Regions from separate parts of the Mus musculus genome. Here regions 1 and 3 are each linked to region 2. The links are chromatin contacts, called in public Hi-C and HiChIP or PLAC-seq maps. All regions are on one chromosome and are shown on one strand. Each heading gives the region's core, a stretch centred on a gene start, on an enhancer-like site or on the middle of the called end of the contact. The rest is flanking DNA. Distances are from core to core; before and after follow the strand shown.

Evidence for each region. Hi-C and Micro-C count contacts between places; a contact is called where the count stands out from the background. HiChIP or PLAC-seq counts read pairs in DNA pulled down with a chosen protein or histone mark.
Region 1: a Hi-C map of CD8 T cells shows a contact between it and region 2, with 2.1 times the contacts expected there. The contact joins the enhancer-like site here to the promoter of Rac2 in region 2. A contact is called at or near these places in 15 of 39 promoter capture datasets (the 3T3-L1 cell line, 3T3-L1-derived adipocytes, the C10 cell line and 11 more), 4 of 15 datasets of contacts at CTCF or cohesin (CD8 T cells, the NIH/3T3 cell line, large pre-B cells and 1 more), 66 of 484 Hi-C or Micro-C datasets (the 63-12 cell line, the AML12 cell line, the AtT-20 cell line and 48 more), 13 of 115 datasets of contacts at active chromatin or transcription factors (CD4 single positive thymocytes, CD8 T cells, the HPC-7 cell line and 9 more) and 3 of 9 other capture datasets (adipose tissue, liver and pancreatic islet).
Region 3: an H3K27ac HiChIP or PLAC-seq map of CD8 T cells shows a contact between it and region 2, with 11 times the contacts expected there. The contact joins the enhancer-like site here to the promoter of Rac2 in region 2. A contact is called at or near these places in 8 of 39 promoter capture datasets (the C10 cell line, the HPC-7 cell line, cranial neural crest and 5 more), 6 of 15 datasets of contacts at CTCF or cohesin (CD8 T cells, the G1E-ER4 cell line, the NIH/3T3 cell line and 3 more), 65 of 484 Hi-C or Micro-C datasets (the AtT-20 cell line, B cells, CD4 T cells and 39 more), 13 of 115 datasets of contacts at active chromatin or transcription factors (the 230-238 cell line, CD8 T cells, the HPC-7 cell line and 8 more) and 4 of 9 other capture datasets (adipose tissue, liver, macrophages and 1 more).

What each region holds. Positions count from the first base shown.
Region 1 is chr15:78,612,106-78,616,564 of GRCm38.p6, forward strand. It overlaps Cyth4 (cytohesin 4), which reads left to right. Exons shown (of 13, transcript NM_028195.3): 9 at 3,612-3,723. Among named protein-coding and RNA genes, the nearest start is that of Gm52186, 4.5 kb to the left of the region's middle. Within about 2 kb of position 2,571, at least 24 of the 459 cell types and tissues checked have an H3K27ac peak or open chromatin away from gene starts, as enhancers often do. A contact at or near this core is called in CD8 T cells, Th1 cells, Th17 cells and 6 more, where this site is marked.
Region 2 is chr15:78,569,844-78,574,539 of GRCm38.p6, forward strand. Rac2 (Rac family small GTPase 2) reads right to left here and starts at 2,940. Exons shown (of 7, transcript NM_009008.3): 1 at 2,768-2,940; 2 at 889-960. The coding sequence starts at 2,802. Gm36738 (predicted gene, 36738) reads right to left here. Exons shown (of 2, transcript NR_155437.1): 2 at 4,568-4,696.
Region 3 is chr15:78,513,461-78,518,033 of GRCm38.p6, forward strand. No RefSeq gene overlaps it. Among named protein-coding and RNA genes, the nearest start is that of C1qtnf6, 14 kb to the right of the region's middle. Within about 2 kb of position 2,056, at least 28 of the 459 cell types and tissues checked have an H3K27ac peak or open chromatin away from gene starts, as enhancers often do. A contact at or near this core is called in CD8 T cells, where this site is marked.

The sequences.
Region 1 (4,459 bases), core at 1,321-3,820, 42 kb after region 2:
GGCACAGGGACCCAGGAATAACTCCACACAGGTTCCTGCCTAGAGGCCCAAGGTCTGGTGTGGAAGGGATCCACACGTGACTCACATCCACACTTAACCCCTACAGCTCACTGACATCACCCATGCTGACCATGAGTACTTTACCACAGAGAGACATGATGTTGCCATCTTGGGTGGGAGGGGGGGCAGGCAAAGGTGTCACCCCAAAAACCTGGCCAAGTGTGCTTGCACAAGGCCCTGGGCCCAGTCCCTAGCACTTGCTTTATAATCCAGCACCGGGGAGGCAGAGGCAGGAGGATCAGGAATTTTAAGGCATTCTTGCTACATAGCAAGTTGGAGGCTAGCCTGGGTAAGAGAAGTTGCCGTTTCAAAATAAACAAGCCAAAGGAAACAACAAAACAAAACGAAACGAAACGAAATGAAGTGAAATCAGCCCTCAGTACAGGCTAGAACACATAGGCAATGCAGGCATCATGCTTAGGGACAGAACCAAAAGCCTCCTGGGGGCCCTGGATGTGTGGGGTCTCCCCCTGACTGACCCCTGTTGCCTTCCATCCAGGGAACCTTTACTACATCACCCCCTCCTCATGCCCCCAGGTTGGAACTTTCATGGAAGTAAGAGCCACTCACCTCCATGTTGCTTCCGGTCTGTCTGGGCGTCTGAGAGGGGTCAGGTACCCTGGTCAGCAGCACAGGCCAGCGGGAGCCTCAGCAGCTGGGCTCTGGAGCCCCTCGGGCAGGAGTAAGCAGAGCTCACAGGGAGTGGGTAGTGATTTCAAATTTTCCCCAGTGGTGTTCTAGAGCACCCAGGCCTACTGAGAGCCATCCCAGGTTTTCACAGGAAGCCACAGGGACCCAGGCTCCTCTCACCTTCTCCTGGACCTCGTTTTAACATTTTTTTAAAAAAGCAAGAACCCAGTGCCATACTGTCTCTTCATCCTCCGTGGACCACTGCTGCTCAACTGCCAAAGAAGCCACAAAATGCTTTTAGGTACACCAAGAGACAGAAGTGAATTTACACAGAGACATGCCCCCAAGGCCCAAGGTCACCTAACCCTGGAGCGGATGCTTGTAGGATGGGCTATGGGAGGTATATGGTGGATGTAGGGGACAGGCAGGCTGGGACCGAGCACTTACAAGGTTCTAGGTGCAGAGGTAGGGGCAGGAGATGAATGACAGCTCTGCCGGAGCAGGCAGTGTCCTAGGGATGCTGTCACTGTTTCTTCCCACCCACCCCTGTCCCCAGGGTCAAGCTAAGGTCACAGGGTGCCACTAGAGTTAGCTGACCTGAGGCATCGTGTTTGTGATAGGAGAGTCGCAGCTTAAGCTGTGACTGCCTCCTGCAAAGACTAAGGCTTTGTGAAGAGAGGGCTTGAGCATGCTACCTCTGTTGTCACAGATGCGGGGTTCCAAAGGACACCCACTGAGGTGTCCGGGCTCTCATGTCCTAAAACAAAGAACTGAACCAGGGACGAATGGGCAGTGATGGAAATAGAGTTTACTAAGGAAGAAAAAGGCATCTCTGAGAAGGGAGGAGGCCTAGAGAGCCAGGGCAGGACTGAGAGTCAAAAGCTGAGGGTCCACAGTGCTCACCCTCCTGGGTCCCTCACATAGCAGTGTCCTCTCTAACGTTTGGAAATGGAGGTTTGTCCCCTGTGGGTTCTATCCATGTCAAGGTCAGAGGTCAACTCACAGGGGCTGGTTCTCTCCTTCCAAAGACTCCAAGTCAGGTTATCAGGTTTGGCAGCAAGGGCCTTTACCCACGGAGCCTTCCTGCTTGTCTCTTATATGTAAGTCTTGATACCTCTTTCTTCATGCCTTCCTGTCCTGCCACACTGGCTGGGAGAATCACAACTCGTATCACTGGAGAGAACAGGGATGGGGCTGGAGAGATGGCTCAGTGGTTAAGAGCATTGACTGCTCTTCCAAAGGACCCCGGTTCAATTCCTAGCACCCACATGACAACTCACAACTGTCTGTAACTCCAGTTCCAGGGGATCCAGTGCCCTCACACAAACATGCATACGATTGGTTGATTGGTTGATTGATCGATCGATTGATTGATTTGAAAAGAACAGGGATCCCTTTCCCTCAGACTGTTGGCTTCAGGTGTGGCTAGATCCAGAGGCTTGATGGTTTGAAGGAACCGCATGTCGCATCAAGGCCACCCGCCACCCTGGCTATCTTGAAGACCCTGTCTACTGCAGAGATACCCAAGTAGAGCCAGGCTGTCAGCTTCTCCTGGAAAACTAAACTCCTGGAGTTAATTCCTATTGACTGGCCGGGGGTCATATGCCTCTGTCTAAACTAGTTACTATAGCACATAGGATACAAGGCTCTAAACAACCAAATGGAGGTTCCCTCCCTGGAACCTGGGGATGGAGCTTGGTACCCAACGCACTGTAACCTAGACAAGAAAAAGAGAGAGAGAAGTGGGGGGGATCCTAGGAACAGGGCGCAGGGTCACCCAGGGCCCCGAAGTTCTCTATGCAGTGGTTTGTTCAGAGAGAGGGGCTTCAGGGTGTTTTCAAAACACAGGAAGTGTAGGCGTGTTACACCGTATCTGTGAGGCAGAATACAAATGTCACTACCGTGACCGCAGAAACTTTCAGGTACCCTTTGTGGGTTTAGCAGAGGCTGAAACCCTGTCTGCCGCCCTGCAGCCTCCTTGGGCTCCCTAATTCTTGTCTGAGCTGACAGCTCAGCTGCTGCTATGGCCTTCCTGTCCCAGACACTCATTCCACCAGCTAGGCCACTTGGGGATCCCCAAGGTAAGGCCTCTTCCACCCTCACCCCCATGCACTCCTGCCCCTTCTCCAGCCAAAATGTTGGTCCCCACTTTCCTCTCGCCCCCATAGCACAGTGAGATTGGGAGGGGACACAAAGGTTGAGGTGGAGGATGGTCCAGCCTCACCTCCATAGGTTCAATCACACAGCTGGGTGAGTGCAGTGCCCACTGGAGATTCAAAACACTCCGGTGGGTCTGCACCCACACCTCGCACTAGGGTAGGATCGATCTTAGCCCTGGCTTGCAAACCTCCAGGGTCACTCCTTGCGTGTGTAAGCAGCTGAGTCACCCACAGAGGACTGAAGTCAGCTCATGGGCCACCCTCTTAATCCCAATCCCTACAGTGAGAACCCACCCTAGATAGACACTGTGGTCAGCACCCCACACTGGGCCTCTGAGCCTGGAGCACTCAATCCCCTCCTCCTCTAGGCCTCTTCTAGCCTCACCTCAGCATGTGCCATCTAGAAGGTTCTACTGTCTACCTAAGTAGAAGAGGGGCATCTCCCATCATGAACCCTGCCCGAAGCAGTCCCTACTTCAGCTGCTGTACTCAGGGAGGGTAGGCATGTGTGTCCAGGTCCTTATATATAAACCTAAGGCACCCACACTGCTTACTCTGCCCAAGGGCAACACAGGGGAAAGCATACAAGGCTCTGGGTGTGGCCAATCACCTGAGGAGACAGGGACTTGGGGGAAGGGTGACCAGAATGGCCTGGGAGTAGGTTTCCCAGGAGACAGTTGACTTGCCAAAGGGCACCCAAGTCAGGTTGTCCAGGCCCCGTACTCTGTGGACCGAAGCCATCCTTTTCCTTCTCTCCGGCAGAACCTGTTTGACAGCATCAAGAGTGAGCCCTTCTCCATCCCTGAGGATGATGGCGGTGACCTCACTCACACCTTCTTTAACCCCGACCGTGAAGGCTGGCTACTCAAGCTGGGTGAGACCTCTGTGCACATAATCTAATATGCTCACTTGCACACACGTGGTACACACACACACACACACACACACACACACACACACACACACATCAGGAGTAGATCTGCACAGCCCTGGGTCTCTCAACCTACAGCCCAGCAGTCTTCTTACATTTTCTATCCTTTATCTCAACCACCTATCCACCCATCCATCTACCCCATCCATCTATCTACCCCCACCCATCTACCCCATCCATCTATCCCCATCCATCCATCCACCCATCCATCTACCCATCCACCCATCCATCTACCCCCCAACCATCTACCCATCCACCCATCTACCCATCCATCCATCTACCCACCCATCCATCTACCCCCAACCATCTATCCATTCACCCATCTATTCACCCATCCATCTCCTGTCCACCCACTCACCCATCCACCCACCCACCCATCCATCCACCTATCTACCCACCCATCCATCCACCCACCCATCCATCAACCCATTCACCCATCTGCCCACTAATCCATCTGCCCAACCATTCATCTATCCATTCACCCATCTACCCACCCATCCATCTCCTGTCCACCCACACATCCACCCATTCACCCATTCATCTACCTACTCACCCATCTACCCACCCATTGTCCTGTCTCATCCGCCTACTCATTCATCTTCTTAGCCACTCATCTGTCCAGCTACCCATCTCATCATCTATCCACCTATCCCATTCATCTATTCATCTATTCACCTAT
Region 2 (4,696 bases), core at 1,690-4,189:
ATTCTAACTAGATGCTAGTGGTGAAGACTTCTCTGGATCTCGTCACCTCGAGGCACAGATATCACTTATGAGACATATGTATATTACACAATGTATCAACCACTTTCTTGAGAAGCCAAGGCCTTCTCAACATATGGGTCCTTGGTCTTGAGAGAGAGCTGGCAAGCTCCTCTGGCGATTGACAGGCCTTTAGCCTTGAAGGCTTCCAGGAGGGCACCATGGATAGGCCTGGAGGGTGTAGGTATGAGAATGAGACAGGAAATCACCCTAGGGCATTTCTGGCAGGGAGAAGAGCTGGTGCAAAGGTCCTGCGGTAGGTTTGCCTAAGGATCGTTGATCCAATAAAGCAAAACAGTGGGTAACATCTCTAGAAGGGAAGATTGGGGGATACTTGAAGAGCTTGAAATCTATGCAGGAAGCTGGGGAGCTGCTCTGTGAGTATGGGGATGCTCTGAGACTCTTCTGACACCTGCGGACTCCTTGTGTATCATGTGGGAGCGGATGGCTACATCCTGCACCAGAAGATAGGCTTCCCACAGACCACAGCTAGCACTGTGCCCACCCCAGCACACGGGTCCCCAGACACTGCTGCTAAGTTTCTGAGGTACTCTTCCTCCCTCACCTCCATAGCCCATCTCCACCCCTCTTTCTCCTCCTGGCTGGCTTGAAGGACATATTCCTTCCTGTCCTTTTACGCCTTCCCACCCCACAGTCCCTCTGCCTTCTGGAGCCTCTGCCTCCTTAGCATACATTCTAAGACTTAGCATAAGTCACTGCGTTGCATGTCGGATCACCAGCCAGCTTCCCCACAATGGAGAGTCTCTCTAGCCTTACCAGCCTACTTGGTCTCAGGCCCCCACAGGGGACAGCCCCCAAGAAGCCACTCACACAGTGGGGATGTATTCTCCAGGGAAGGCGTTGGTGGTGTAGCTGATGAGAAGACACGTCTTGCCCACGGCTCTGAAAGACAAGAGACAAGATGCAGGAGAGACCAAGGTCATAGCTCCCCTTCACCAAGGTCAAGATGAAGGGGAGGCGGGAACTGTACTCAGGCTCCAGTCTCCCAATCCCAGACACCCCATACCAGTGTGCTCTACCCCGTGCAGTGCCCATAAAGAACCTGACTTCAGTCTTAGCCATGGGTGTGAGCCACACATCTGAGGAGAACTCCAGTACTGTACATGTACCAGTGTGTGGGATACAGGTGATAGGCACAGATGACCATGGGGCCGAACAGAGGACCCTGGAGAGCTGGGTAAGACTGTCACGTGTCTCTCTTAAGCTTCAGATCCTGCCTCCATCATTTGCCATCTACACAACTTTGCAAGTCACCTAAGCACCTTGTACCTCAGTTTCCCCATGTAGACAACAAGGACAAGCCCATCTTCCCAGTAAAATAACTGATACTTCTAAGACACTGAACCCGGTGCCATAGAAGTGGCACCAACTAATGACTGTTAGGGACTGCCCATCGCCCCTCTTTGAAGTCAGAGGGGCCTGGGTTCAAATCCTCTGCCTCCAAGGCAGGTTATGTAACTTTTCGGAGTTTTGGTCTTTCCCACCTGTAAAACGAACTCTGTGATGGTAAGTAGGGTTGGTGGAAGACAGATCATACAGAGAGCCACAGCCCGGTGACCACATACAAAAGAGAAATGGGATAAATGGAGATGACCACCATTTAAGCTATCTCCCTGCCAAGCTGGGAGGTCACCCAGGTCATTCAGCAGGAAGCTGAGAGGCCAGAGGGACAGCTCCGGGCCTTCCCCAGTACAATTCCGTTAAGTCACTTCCCACTCGAGGAGGTTGCTCTGCTGTCCCTGCCCCCTAAACCTCTGCCCTCAAGCCCCAGCCTGCCACCCAGGTAACTTTGAATGCATAGAATCATTGACTTCCGGCCCTCCGTGTCCGCCCCCTCCTCCCCCAGATCAGACACAAAGCAGAAGTGAGCAGAGCAGCTGCCACAGATAACGGCTGACACCCTAGCGCGGTGGCGGCTGCAGCAGCGACCAAGTCGGACCTAGTCAGCTGAGGAGGTAGATAGCCTATGCCACCAGCAGAGCCAAAGTGTGTGTGACCTTGGGACCTAAGCCAGGAAAGGTCTCCAGGCCTCAGCCCCTCCCCGTTTCGAACTGAAGATGGCTGTCTAGTACATGTGAGGATGGATCTAGCGGGACCCAAGATAGACTTGAGGACTGCACCCTAATGTGTCGGAATATATGGGAGACACATGAAGAAACTCAGGCCTTGGGTTATGAGAGCCTGTGGTCCCAAGATCTGACAATGACTATCAGACTTTAGCAGGGCTGCAGCCAGCCTGCCCTCTGGAGTCCTTAAGAGCAGAGGCTGGACTGAGAGTCAGAAAGCTTGGAGATTGCCAGAAGTCCCCTAGGCCCAGCAAGACAGCAACTAGAGCCTGGGCCAGCCTGGGAAACAAAGGTCCGAAGGGCAAGCTGCTGATTTCCCTCCTCGTACCTGTACCCTGAACTGATGCTGGCCCGGTAGGAGCCCTGTCCCAGCTCTCAGGGTACAGGCAAATAGCAGCACCCCACCCACAGTCCAGGCCCTCCACCCAAGTAGCTTCCGGAGTGGGGTAGGCTGAAGGACAGGGAGCAGTCCAGACCCACCCCAAATGTTCCTTGTAAGCCCTTACAAGGAAAGGAAGCGACTTTCCCCAGAACCTCCTGGGAGCCCTGAATCTGTGGGTGTACCAGGGAGGATCTCAGAGGCATCCTGGTAGGGGTGGGAGACAACTCAGCCAGGTACTTACCCATCACCCACCACCACACACTTGATGGCCTGCATTGCATCTGAGGCCCAGCAGCCAGGGATGACAGTTGGGGGCCAGGAGCGTTGCTGTGGACACCAGTGGTATGGAGTGGCTAGGAGGTACCCGGCAGTGAGGAGCAGCACCCCAGCTCAAGAGGCGGGAGGAAACGGAAGAGGAACTTACCCAAGCTGCTGCCCCACAGCCTTGAGGGGGTGGAGCATGCGGTCTGGAAGAGGACCTGGGGCCCCACAGGTGCTAGGTTGGGCCCAGGCCACCAAGGGCACTTGACTTAGGCTCCAAAGGGAACCCAGGCACCCTAGAGAATTGAAGATTCACTTCCTAAGCCAGGGCAGGGACAAAGTTGCTCTCGAAGAATCTGCATCCTCCAAGAAGTCAGTTGGCCTGACTCCCATGGGCAAACACTTGAGTGCCTACTGTGTATCAGGCATTGTGTTGGGAGCTGGTGACTCTAAAATGCAGGAAGCCAGGTTGTCCTGGAGTTCCTGCTCTGTAGAGAAGGCAAACCACACCACAGGTGCTGTGAGCAAGGCAGGAGACATGGGCCAAGGGAGAGCTACAGAGTGACCTCAGAGTCACCAGCAGGGAAAACTGGTGGCTATGACGTGTGATGTCAAACAAAGTTGGCCCGGGGGGGGGGGGTGCTGCCTAAGCAAGGGCCAGTGTGTAGAGAGAAGGCAAAGGAGGGGGAGGGAAAGAGAGAAGGGAAGAGGTAGAGGAGAGGGGAGAAAAGGAGGAAGGGGAGGAAGGGGGGAAATTGGGAGGGGAGGAAGTGGAGGAAAAGGGGGAGGAGGAGGAAGGAGAGGAGGGAGGATAGGGAAAAGGGAAGGAGTTGGAAGAGAAGGAAGAAGAGGAGTAGTGAGAGGAGGAGGAGGAGGAGGAGGAGTGAGAGGAGGAGGAGGAGGAGGAGGAGGAGGAGGAGGAGGAGGAGGAGGAGGAGGAGGAGGAGGAGGAAGAGTCAGGGACAGATGCAGTAGAGCAAGCTGGTAGAAGTTTGGCAAGTCCAAACCTTCTCACAGCATGGTGCAATCTAAGCTTTCAGGAAGCTGAGACAAAGGGATTGCTGGGAGCTTGAGTCCAGGATTCAGAGTGAGAGTTCCAAGGCAGCCAGAGCCATCGAGCGATACAGCAAGATCCTAGCTGGGAAACCACTCCAAACCGAAAATCCTACCTACAAACTGTCGTAGGCTTCTTGCCGTTTTGATGATATCAACTACACTCGCCTTGTGTTGGGCATTTGTGTTTATAAGTGTTTGGTTGGGTGTTTGTGTTTGCAGGTGTTTTGTTGGGCATTTGTGTTTTTAGTTGTTTATTGGACTTTTGGGTTTCCTATTACACAAGTTACTATTTGTGTATTTGTCCATTTCTCTACTGGAGTATTTTTTCCCCTCATATTTATTTGGAGAAGTTCGGTGTTTGATTTTTCAAGTGTGAATTGCTATAACCGTTTCATAGTTCATTTCCAGTATGTGGAATTATTTTTTTTGAAGCTGTGATATTTATAAAGGTTTATTTGTATGTGGTCAACTTTAATTTTTCTTCCCTAATGATTGATACTCTTTGAGTGATTCTTTCTTAAGCATTCCTATGCAATTTCACAAAGATATTCTACAAAGTGTGTACAGTTTCTGTCTACAGACAGTGACCTTGATACACAGAGTGGATTTTAGATGACAAAGGGGCTGCTAGTAGGTTTTGTGAGATGTTGATTTGATTTCTCTAGGGCTTTCTTAGTTTCTATTCCTATCACTATGAAAAAAAAATACTCCGACCACAGCGACAGAAGGGAGAAAGGGTTTATTCTGGTTCATGGTTCAAGGTTAGAATCCATCACAGTGGGGAAGTCGTCAGAGTAGCAGGAGCTTGGAGCAGCTGGTTGCCCACAATCAGGAAACAACGATGAGCGCATTG
Region 3 (4,573 bases), core at 806-3,305, 57 kb before region 2:
CCCGACTAACAGTCATAAACAGATGCTTTCAACCTTTGTGGTAGATCATAGAAGGCTCCTTTCAATGAGCGTATTTACTGCTTTTAGCAAATGACATGTATGCATCATTCTGGGCCGGGGGGCCTGGAAGAGTATATAACGTAAGGTCACAGTTATATATTAGCTTAGGTTATAGAAGTTGGTTACATGGAAATCCGAGTTAAGTAAGGCTGGCTGCTTCTTAGTTCTCTTAGAGGCAGGTTAAACAAACAGGCTGAATGTGCACACACTGTAGGCAGGCCGACTTAAGTGATCTCAGGGTGTATGGTTAACCCTGGCCATGGGGTCCAGCAAAAGCCCCAGTCTCTCAGTATGTAAGAGATATTTTCGTAATACTGCATTGCTGTTTGAATTTTGCTTTTCCTGGGCACTAAAGGAAAACTTGCCTGTTGTCAATGGCGAACCATTCATTAAACTCCTGATCTGAGAGTAATGGGTCACAGGAGGCCACCCCATCATCTAGGGGTCCACCACTTGTAGGGAGAGACAACAGATATAGCATCAAATGGCTATACCTGGAGTTTGTATGTCCCCAAAAGAGGAGGCCTGGCTCAGAGAGAGCCAGGGAGCACAGCCTCAGCTGGAAAAGAGACAGAAAGAGGCAAAGCAACACAGCAGGCAAGCCTCGCTGACTAAAGATGACACCTGGAGCTTCCTTCTTTCCCAAGTCCAGCCCTGATCCAGCCCCCACCTTTCCTGGAAGGACCACGCTGCTGTGAGGAGTTCATGGTGTGTGTGTGTGTGTGTGTGTGTGTGTGTGTGTGTGTGTGTGTGTGTGTGTGTGTGTGTTCTTTGCAGCATGTGTGTCCAGAAGGCTGGGGAACTCTTTCCAGCAGGAGTCAGAGGTCCTCTGGGACAGCAGAGGGTCCCCACGCTCTCAGATTTCTGGAGTTCTGGTTTCTTGGAGTGCTGCCATAGCTGATGAGGGACCCTTCTCTGTACTGAACTGGAAGGGTCTCTTGACTCCTGACTGCTCCTGCTGGGAAGAAGGCTGCGGTTACCATGCACACATGTAGAGCAGTGTGTTCCAGGCACCTGCAGTGAACCCGGTGTGTTATAACAGAACCTGTGCTTCCTGCCTGGGCAGTGAGGCTAACACATGCTCTTTACATTCTTCTGTCCCTTCTTACCCCAAACGCTCACCTGTGACACTTCTGCCTGAGGACTTTGTACACTAAAGGTAATCTAACTCCTTTAAGAGAAAATGAGATAAAACACACAGGCCGATACCTGTAGTTGCCACCAGAGGGCAGTGTGAGCTCCATCCTGGTTTCCAGGCAGTACCAATCAGCAAGAAGTGACCAGAACGACAAAAAGCCAGCCTGCTGGGGACCTAGATGATAGACCTGGGCTCAGAGAGGGCAGCTATCATTCTTAGTTCACACAGCAGGGCAGGATGTGAACTCTGACCTTCCAAACACCCTGTCCGTGAAGCCTTCCTGTCTACATCTGGCATCCATCCTCACCCTGGCCCTGGTTCCTCCCAACCTTATTAACACCAACAACTTCCTGCTTGATCTCACTTGCCTTTCACTCCAGCATCTAATGGATCTGGTGCTAGTAGGTGGACCTGCTCGGTGTGCCTCAAGTTCATAGGTTAAGGTCTATGGGCCCCACATCTTTTCAAGAACCTAAAGCCAGGCATAGATGCTCCCGCTATCCCTGCTGAAAGGGAGGGAGGAGGAAAAGAACAAAGGAAAGAAGGAAGGAATGAGAAAGGAAGATAAAAAGAAAGAGGAAAGAGGTAAATAGATGAACAGATGGAAAGATGGGCAGGCAGATGGACAGATGGATGGATGGACAGACGGATGGATGGATGGACAGACAGATCAATGGATGGACAGATGGATGGATGAGTGGACAGATGAACAGATGAGCTGACTACAAGCTGAAGAGGAATCTATTGATCCTTCCCTTGTCCCAGAAAGAATCTGATGGTCTCTCAGGCAGCTCCACACCGAGTCCCGTGGAACAACTGGGGTGTGAAGAATTTGCATGCTAACCAAGGAGTTCTCTTAGCACTGGGGGGAAACATATGGAAATTATAATGAAGGCGGCAGCATCGCAGCATCGGTGCAGCGTCCCTTGGCCTAGATTTTTGTGACAGCCCTGGTAGAAAGAAATATTAAATCCATATGACTTGATTCTAAACCTCTCAAGACTTTAATAAGCTAAACCGACAGGGAAAAAAATCATTTTGGGGGGGGGCTACAATTTTGTCCTTAGAAAATGTTCTCTGGTGTGTTCCTTGTTTAGATCATGCTTACGCCGTCATGCTGACAGGACTCTGTGGGTGTGGCTCCTCTAAGGGACCACATCTGAGCCCTCCTTCTCATCTTGTCTTTCAAGGGGAGGCTGCTGATGTAAAGCCTTCCAGCCCACCCACCCCCACACCCCTACACCCCCACCAATGCACCCCACCCCACCCCCGCCACAGGCTGGACCACGCCCTCTGATCCTCTGCATAAGAAGCCTGTGGCTTTCCAGCCCTCACTATGGTCTCCTTGAAGAGGAAGTGACCACAGTGGTTGACGTGCCTACCACGCACCCAAGGAAGTCCTGCATAGTCTGGAAGCATCCTTCCTGTTGGTCAGGAGGATGTTGGACAGCATGCAGGCTGGATGGCTTTTACCAGTTTTTCTTTATTGTTACACAAAGAGGCTCACATTCCTAAACATACAGACTAGTCTGCTTAGCCCATATAATGTAGCCTTTATCTATATGATCTTGGGAGAGGAGGGCGCTTTCTGAGGCTGGATTGGACTACGCACACATCCTCTGGCTTCCCTCCTCAATGCCAGGACTCCTCCTGGGTCATTCTGCATGTGTTTACTAACGTTAAGCAAAAACAGGTCCCACCTCAAAGAGAAGAAGACAGAGTATATTCTGAACAAAGTATGAGTGGCCCCAGGCCCCAGGACACTGAGTCACTTTGCCCCAACTGACATGTTCCATTTGGGTACATGAGCACTTATAAGTCACAGAACAAAGGAAAGGGTCATAACTCAAGACCCTTAGAACACATCTCGATTGCAGGGCATGGGGCCGCAGGTTACAGCAAAGGGTGTGGGGGTGGCCATTACTGTGGGCTTTAAGAGTCGTCAGATGGCATTGTCAACTTTGAGGCCGGTGGAAGCCAGTGGTCTTTTAAAGTCCATACATTCTAAGCTTTACCTGATAGATACAAGGGTGTTAGATTAGGTACAAAGGTGTCTGACATATCGCTACTAAAGGGGCTACAGTTATAGAATGAACTAGGCTGGGTGTAGCTCAGTGGGGAGGGCTCCCCTAGGGGTCTAATCTCATGTCTGTTGTTGTGATAAAACACCCCCAACTTGGAGGAGAAAGGGGTTTACTAAACTTATAATTTCCAGGTTACAGTCTGTCATCACCGGGAACATCAAAGCAGGAGCTCACAGCTGCCTCCTATCATACCCACAGCCAAGAGCAGAGTGAAACGGACAGCCAGTGCTGCCTGTTTGCTTGTGTTGTTTATGCTAGGGTTCACTTTCTTCACCCTTATACGGTTCAGGGCTCAGGTCATGACTTGGATTCAAACCTTAACAGCTGCCAACCATATTCGCCCCCACTTCCGGGTCCTTCCGATTCTCTGCTCCCTGTCTTGACCCCAAATGCCCTGGAAGTAATCTGAGGTCCTGAGTTTGATTCCCCAGACCCATGAAAGAAAATGAGGAAGAAAGGGAAAGAAGGGGGGCAGGGGAGAAGGAAGAGGCCATGGGCCAAACAGACACCTGCCATGGCAGGTCTGGCATGTGGTCTGGTAGGGATGAAGTAAGAAGGAGATGCCAGATGTGAGGGTCTGAGGGATGCCAGGAGAAGGCCAATGCCATGGAGGAAAAGAGAATACTGTCTGGGGAACAGGAAGCACACGACTGAAGAAGCTATGGTAGCAGAGAAGAAATGACCTGTTGTCTGTCCGATGCCACCTGTCAAGCAGCATCACGTTTGTGGGGGAGGGTGGACCACAGTATATTAATGAAGGTTATCCCAGCTGTGGCTGTGAGGGAAAGCAGTTAACTCCTCTTAGCTCAAGGGGAGAAAAAAAAAAGTCTTGTTGGAAATGGCGGCCAAAGGGACAGCCCCAGGGCCTTTGCACAAGCAGCAGCCCCTGCCCTCCCTTCCTGCCCACATGTGTCAGTCCTTGCGCTCAGCCTAAGTGTCCAAGCAAAATTTCCAGCTGGCCTTTTAGCCTCGAGGCCTCCTTTAGAACCTTACCCTGACCTCTGGTAGTCACCTCATCCAGATGTCCATCCTCTAAGAAAGGACAACTCGGATCCTGGATGCGTGGCTGAGAGGCCTGTGGGGACGCCCAGCCATGTGCCTCTTCCCGGTGGTTTATAATTCCTCTAACACTGCCCAGCGCAAGATATGTGCCCAGAGGCTGCTGCAGTTCAAAGGAGGAAGGGCCCCTCTCAGGGAATGGTTGCAGAGGACCTATGTCCATCAAGGTTAGGTCGCTGTGGTGGAGGGCCTCGGGTCGGTCGTGGTGACAGGAGTGGGTGGAAGAGGCTGC